Linked DNA regions of Gossypium hirsutum: region 2 is linked to region 1. The links are chromatin contacts, called in public Hi-C maps. All regions are on one chromosome and are shown on one strand. Each heading gives the region's core, a stretch centred on a gene start, on an enhancer-like site or on the middle of the called end of the contact. The rest is flanking DNA. Distances are from core to core; before and after follow the strand shown.

Region 1 (3,850 bases), core at 780-3,279:
CAATAATCTTCAATATTTTCGGGTTAAATCCATTGAACCAACATGATCCAATCGTATAAATAAGGGACATTGATATTTTGCAAAAGAAAACAAATAAATGCTTTGATGAATGTTCTAAACACTTGTTCTAAACTAAAAATAAAAAATTCGAAGACGCCTAGAGAAATCGCCGGGCTAAAAGCTGGGTCTAAAAGGTGATTTCCATGAATCCTCCGACTCACATGAAGACCTTTCCTTGTTCCTAATTAAAATAACTTAATTAGCTAAAATTAATACTACACATGGATAGCTTAGGTAAAAATACCGAACAAACAATTTCCCTATTAACGCCCACCAACTAAACATTACATAATGCCTATCAATTGAGATTTTGGGATCCTCAAAAACCGACCAACATTTATGGTCATCAACAAAAACTTGAAGAAAACATACTAGTTATTCTTCAAGGCGGGCCACTTCTTTTTCCAATTTCAATCCGAACATTTGGCGGCCGAACGGAACAATCAAATTATACCGGAAAACCTGCAACTCCAAACACCATTTGGATATGCTCGAGTCGTGAGACACATAACTAAATCCAAACATAGAGAAGAATACAACTGCGTTTTACCTTATCGTTAATGTCACGTAATTGCTTCTTCAAAGATTCACAACGCTCAATCCATTTTTCTTCATCATTTCCATTGCATTTGCTTGTCCATGCTTTCTTCAAAGCGACTCGCCATTCGGATACTTTGTTCCTGATCTCCTTGTTAAGTTCTACCCACTCCGGAGCACATCCGTTCTTCGAGAGTATCCTATAAAGGGTGTCTTCAGCTGGATCTGCATGAGGATTTGTGTTAAGGTTAAGAGGTTTACCTTTCCCTGCTAAATTCTCGAACTGACCCTCTTCCATTGAATGCCATATTCTTTGCTCAACTACGTTGATGATGTCGGTTTCCGATCTGTTTGAAATCATTACATCACACAACTTCATCTAATTGAAGAACCCAAAAAATCTTTGAAACTATTATGATTTTAACACTGAATTCGAATAATTAAACTAAGAACGTCATCTCTTTCAAAAGCATATCATACACTAAATTCAACAGTTTTTAAGGTCTCAAACATAGGAAGCCAACACCACTCAACTAATGAAGCTAAAGTCAGGTAACGACTAGCACACACAACTCAATCTCTAAAGGGAAGATAACCTTCAAAGCTTAATTGCGTAGCCCCTTGCCAGGTAATATGAATTAGTGACCAATAAAAAAATAACTTTGAAAGAATTGAAAAAGGAGAAAACAAATTGTAACAAATCCAAAGCATACCTCCAAACTGCAAAATTTCATACTTCCCTTGATCCCAAAAAGGGTTCTTTCAATTTCGCTTTTATCATTTAGTATGAAAGAATCATGAAGATTTCAAAATAATCGAGGGTAAATATAAAAAACTTGACGGTATTTAATTAGAATTTTGAGAAATTCACAATTTTTTTAGTTGAAAATTGAGTTTTAGATTCATATTGTTAGGGAAAAAAAAACAAAAAATCTACTAAATAGACGAATACATACATACATACCTAACGTTGTTGCGTTGGCCACGGAGCTCGGGAGGGACTTTACGGTCGTTGACGGCGTCTATGACGGCTGATAGACGGTCTGTTATCTTCTTCTCACGCTTAGAAGATGAAGAATTTGATCCAGTCGTTGCTGTTGATGAGGAAGAGGAAGAGGAAGAGGAGGCACACCTGAGTCCGGGTCCGCCATGGCTCATCGACGGAGGTGAGATGCCCGACGTCAATTTGGTAATCGGAGATGAGGAAAACGCCGAGAACGATGATGGCAGCTTTCTCGCTAGCCGGGTGGCCATGGATGATTGAAACCCAGATGGTCAGATGGGAGAGTTCTAGCAATTCACTCCCTAATTATTGGGACATGGTTGGGGACTTTTCAAATATGCCACGTGGTTTCTTAATATACTGCCACTAATGTTCAGCGAATACGTGGTTTCTCCGTCCACCGAAATTTCCCAAAATATAAAAAGTAATTCTGTGAGGCGGTTTAAATCGTTTAGCAAGATATTTAACAAACAAAATCGAGTTTTATAGAATTTATAGTAATAATCTCTATCCCGAATTATTATTTGTGGTTTTATGCGGAGTAATTTAAGTCATTTTTTAATTTTTATTAAACAAATTTTTTTGTCATTTTCGATTAGACTCAAACAAAATGAGTTATACACGTAAATTAAAAAAAAATTAAGTTTCAGGGAGAAAGTTAATTCTTCCTATAAAAATCTAAAACTTAGAAATTTTAAAAATATATAATTTATTCTTATAAATAAATTGTCATTATTTTCTAATAAAATAACAACACTCAACTTAATTATGCAATTAGGTCATCTTATAGTTTCTATTTATAAGAAAATGACATGAAAATTTTATTTGAACAATGGGTAATTAAATAATAATATTTTAATGAAAAAATACAATACTCCACTACATGTGGAGAAACAATGGGCAACAAAATACCCTAAAGAATACTAAGGTTTAACAATTTCCTCTAAATTTAACAGTTTTCTCTCGGAATTGTTACGGATGCGCGAATCTAAAATTTTCTCGTATCTTTCGTCAATATAATAGAGAGTACAAACCTGATATTGTTAGTTTTCTAAAAACAAGGGTAAGTGGTTTTAAAGTTGATAAGATTATTGCTAACCTAGGGTTTAACAATTTCCTCTGAATTTAACAGTTTTCTCTCGGAATTGTTACGGATGCGCGAATCTAAAATTTTCTCGTATCTTTCGTGAATATAATAGAGAGTACAAACTTGATATTGTTAGTTTTCTAAAAACAAGGGTAAGTGGTTTTAAAGTTGATGAGATTATTGCTAACTTAGGTTTTAAGTTTTCTCACAAGGTCGAGGCTATTGGTTTTTTTAGAGGTATTTGGGTGGGTTAGAAGAATCAAATTTCGGTTGAGATTATTTGCAGTAATCCTCAATTCATTTGTATCTATGTTATTAGGTCTAATTCTTTCTTGTCTGTTCATATTGCTTTTGTCTATGGTAGCCCCGATAGGTAAAAGAGGAGAAAGCCTTGGGAAAGTCTTACTTTCGTTATTTTGATTGATGACTTTAATGCTCTTCTTTCTTCTTGTGATAAGAAAGGAGGGTGTAGAGTTGGAAAAGATTGTTCTCTTTTTAACAATTTTATTGAGAAGTCTTTTTTTTTGTAGGATTTGGGTTTTAAGGGACATCCTTTCACTTGTCGTTGGGGAGGGCTTTATGAAAGACTTGATAGGGCAATTGGTAATGATGCTTGGATGAGAACATTTCCATATTGCTTTGTCACTCACCTCTCGAGGATCAAGTCAGACAATAAACCTTTACTTCTTGCTTTTGAGCTGGAGATTAATCTACCTAAACGGCGTCCTTTCAGATTCCTTGCTGGATGGGTCGAACGTCCCAAATTCTTAGATTTTGTCAAGGAGAAATGGACCTTCAAAGATAATATGGTTGAATCCCTAAACTATCTTACTGATAATATTAAAAATTGGAATCTTTCTCTGTATGGCTTTATTGGGATCCGTAAGAGGAAGTTGATGCAGAGATTGTCTAACGGCTTTATTGGGATCCTAGCCAATAATGATCGAAATTGACGTTGATATTCCTCTACAGTCCCAGTTTGTTTCAAGTTAGCAAGTTCTCCCAAAGGGGTTATTACTCATAGGTGGCCCAAACCTTACATCACAACACTCTTTGAAGCGCCCCCAATCAAGATTTACCTCCTCTTCTTCCATTTGATCAAACCACAATTGTGCCTCTCCTAAAAGATGGAATGATGCTAAGCTTACTTTGTCTTCTTCATT
Region 2 (3,850 bases), core at 696-3,195, 360 kb before region 1:
CACTTAATTATAACATTAGTTTCATGATTCCTAAGCTTACTAACTTAGGATGAGTATGAGTATTCATATATTTATCTCGTTGGATGCTCTACAACTCTAAATCAAGTCTTCATAAGCTTTATTCTACCATAAATAGAGCTTGAATATCCACTAATCATTGTCTACTCATTTTTCATAAATAAAAAATATAACCAATGACTAATATAAATTCATTCTAAGCTTTCTCATGACAAACCATAGCAAAAATCAAACCAATATGGGTGTAGGAAACCATTTTTTTTTACCTTATTAGAACTTTCTCTCTCTAGCCATGAATTATCTCACTAAAAACCAAGAAATTATAGGTTGCCATGGCTGGACATGATGAAGAAAATGAGCTTAGGAAATTGATTTCATGAATATTTTAATTTTATCTCAAGATGGGAGGTAAAGATTTTAAAAGAAAATAAAAAAAATGGGAAGAAAATGGAGAGGAAGAAGATGAGGGCAGCCATGGTTGCTTCTGTTGGTTGAGAAAGAAGAGAACTCTGTTGATAGGGGTATTTTCCAATTTAAAAAGAACCCCGAAAGGGCCCAAGGCCTTGACCCAATTTTTACAAACCTAACTTTGTGAAATTATGGCCGGATTCATCAATAAAAGGTTCTAATGATTCAAAATAATTTTGGATATCAAATATAATATTGAAATATTATTGTCATAATTAAGTTTTAAGAATTGATCAAACTATCCTTTGTGGCAAAATTATTTTTTTATCTCTTTTTGTCAAATTTAGATTTCTTCTTAAAATTTGATAGTTAGAACAAATCAAGTTCATAATTCATCAAAAATATTTATAATAATTCTATGAGTAATAAAAATTGTACTTTAGCTCTTTTTTCGATAAAATAGAAAAATTACAATTCAATCCCTATAATATTTAAAATTTTTAAATTAGTCTCAAAAGTGATTTTCATTCCACCGAATCATAGTCCAATTTATTCATGATAACTCATCCATAATAATTCATATTTTTCCACTTTTGGGTAATGTTGCACAATGGTCCTCATACTTTTCAAAATTTACCTTATTTAGTTCTTTTTATCACATTTTTATTTTTTAAATTCTTTTTATATATTCTCAACTCCAATATCAAATTTCTTTTACAAAATTTCTAATTTGAGTCATTCAATATTTTTTTTGATATTCGAACCCAAAATCCTACAATGTGTCATATCAAAATTTACATGACATTAGATATGTTATCTTAGAATAATTATTTTTATCATGTATTCTTAAAAGATAATTTACTCTGCATCAATCGTTTAAAATTTGTTGTCTATACTTTTATTACTACTTAAACTAAAAAGAAAATATATTCAACTTTCTATCTTGATCCATTAAATATGTTAAATTTATTTGAGAAAATTGAGAATACTTTTTTTCATATATTTTAAATTTGAATTTCCAAAATGTTATTTTATTTTTACGAAGCAAAAAATTATTTTGTGATATGTTATTTATTTGATATTTAAAAACTAAATAAATTATTCATGAATTCAAATGTTAAAATGTTTAGGAAAATATTTATTACTCAGTTTTCTGGTGTCATTATCTAACGTAGGCCATATTATCTTAATTATTATATCTTAAATAGGGTGGTAGAATAAAATAATATGTGAATTGTGATATCATCATATCCTCAAACGTAATCATACTCTACCAGACAAGTGACACTTGGCCAATTACATACCATACACGTGGGCCACTATCAAAGAATGCCACTTGTAATCTCTCAAGTCTTCAGCCTCTCTTGAGAGAAGACCAAAGTGTTTCAGCTGTTTTAAAAAACACTACAATTTGTCCATTTTCTTCAGCTGCACCAACTGCAAACTCTCGTAAACCCATCTTTTTAAAGTTACCACCACAAGTTGTAAAGTTGAAAGAAGACCTGTAGATGGTAAATTATGGATCCTGCAAATGGTGCTCAAGATTCAGGGTCCTTTCTGACTCCTTTGTTGATTTCCTTGGCCGGCATAGTTGCCACTTGTCTAGCACTAATTGTATACCATTTTTTACTTGTCAAATACTGCCTGAGATCGGGAGATAAACCGGATGATGCTACAAATCCCTCCATACCAACTGGGCTTCAACAAAAAATCCTGGGAACAATTCCAATCCTGCCTTTCTCCAGGGATAAAGATGAAGAATTGGGCACTCATCAAATTGAATGCGCTGTTTGCTTGGGAGAACTAAAGGAAGGGGAGACTATACGCTTGTTGCCAAACTGCAGGCATTTGTTTCATGTCCCATGCATTGACAATTGGTTTTTGGCACGTTCTACCTGTCCTATTTGTCGAACATTTGTAGAGTATTCTAGTTTAGAATCGCCTTCGGCCAACCATATTGGAGGAGAAAGGGTTCCGGATTTGGCTCGAAACATCGGACAAGGTGGCGATCAGGCCGCATCAACGTCCGGGGTTCAGTTAAATACTTTGTTAAGACATTGTGTGCCCCTGGTGTTCCCTAGAGTAAGTAAAACACATGTGATTACAGGGTTGAAGGGATCCTTGTCAATGGATCAGTTCCACATATACATTAACTTAATAGATGACAGTGGAGATGCTTCTTCTTCAACATCAAAGATGATTTTGTGGAAGAGCAATTCTTGTAAGGCCCCATCTATGAGACAGTTGGATCGAATGTCTTCATTGTTGAGATCTTTCTCACAATTGCGAGTAGGTAGGAGTAGAACCAGTTATGGAATTCTTCCTTACTAACATGATGTTTGGAAACAAAAATTTTGTTGATGCTTTCGGTTGCTTCCATCATATACTAGATTAATTTGAAATTTTACTTCATCCAGGTTTATAATCCTAAATCATGTTTATACTCTGTTTGTTAACTTTCCAAGCCATATGTTCGGAAATAATAATAAAAAATTCTAATATGTTGCCACATGCATTCTGGCCAAAATTCTAAACTAGTTTCTACAATTTGAAACACTCTAATTAAGATCATATCCATCAACTTCTTTCACTAACACAACGCTAGCCTGCATTAATTTTGGATTTAATGTAACATACTTAAAATATGTTAGATCTACTTTATACATATATGTTCACCACATTGACAGCTTAGACAAAAAGTTAAAAAAAAGAAACCATGTCTTTAAAATTTAGGATTATTTTTTTAAACGCATCATATTCAAGTTGCTCATTGTAAGTATAAATGCATTTAAAATTTGATTCACATATTTTGATTATGTTTTAAATCATATATGTGAAGAAATTTAACATCTTAACTAACAATTAGGCTGACGCTAAGACTTGCTTGAAGCAATGGTTAAAGCTATTGTTTAGCACTTAGACTAAACATGTTCAAATTTTGTCATTTTTCCTCCCCTTCCCCTTCTAATGATAAAAAAAAAACACTAATAGTTAGGTTGACAAAAAACCTAATTGATATTGTACTAATAATTTGGAAACCCAATGCAATGGTAAGGTACATTGTATACCCAAATAGAGAATGCAAGTTTAAACCTTGATGAAAAAATTGTTAAGAGCGACAACCATGAACCTTGAATATAGACCGTAAAACGAACATGGAAGATACCAAATAAAAATAAAATGAAAACCCAATTTAAAATTTTTGAAATTATTATACAATTTAAAGGGATACGCCATTTTTAGCCCTTGAACATGACTATTTTTCCCAAGTTGATGCCTAATGTTCTTTTTTTTTTTTGGGTCTAGGTTGGTACATGAACTCGTATTCCATCAAACACATTACCCATTTTTTGTTATGGTGTAAGATTGTGAAAACATGACACTTTGAAATTGTGCTACATTATCACTTAAAAACTAAATTAAA

The links. A called contact is a pair of places that touch in the nucleus more often than the background predicts.
Region 2: a Hi-C map of leaf shows a contact between it and region 1, with 2.8 times the contacts expected there. The contact joins the promoter of LOC107949238 here to the promoter of LOC107931534 in region 1. A contact is called at or near these places in 2 of 34 Hi-C or Micro-C datasets (both in leaf).

What each region holds. Positions count from the first base shown.
Region 1 is chrA04:63,079,001-63,082,850 of Gossypium_hirsutum_v2.1, reverse strand. It overlaps LOC107931534 (dnaJ homolog subfamily C member 28), which reads right to left and starts at 2,029. Exons shown (of 4, transcript XM_016863442.2): 1 at 1,562-2,029; 2 at 611-944; 3 at 433-522; 4 at 1-241. The coding sequence starts at 1,851. The coding sequence ends at 436.
Region 2 is chrA04:63,439,642-63,443,491 of Gossypium_hirsutum_v2.1, reverse strand. It overlaps LOC107949238 (RING-H2 finger protein ATL52), which reads left to right and starts at 1,945. Exons shown (of 1, transcript XM_016883980.2): 1 at 1,945-2,757. The coding sequence starts at 1,945. The coding sequence ends at 2,757.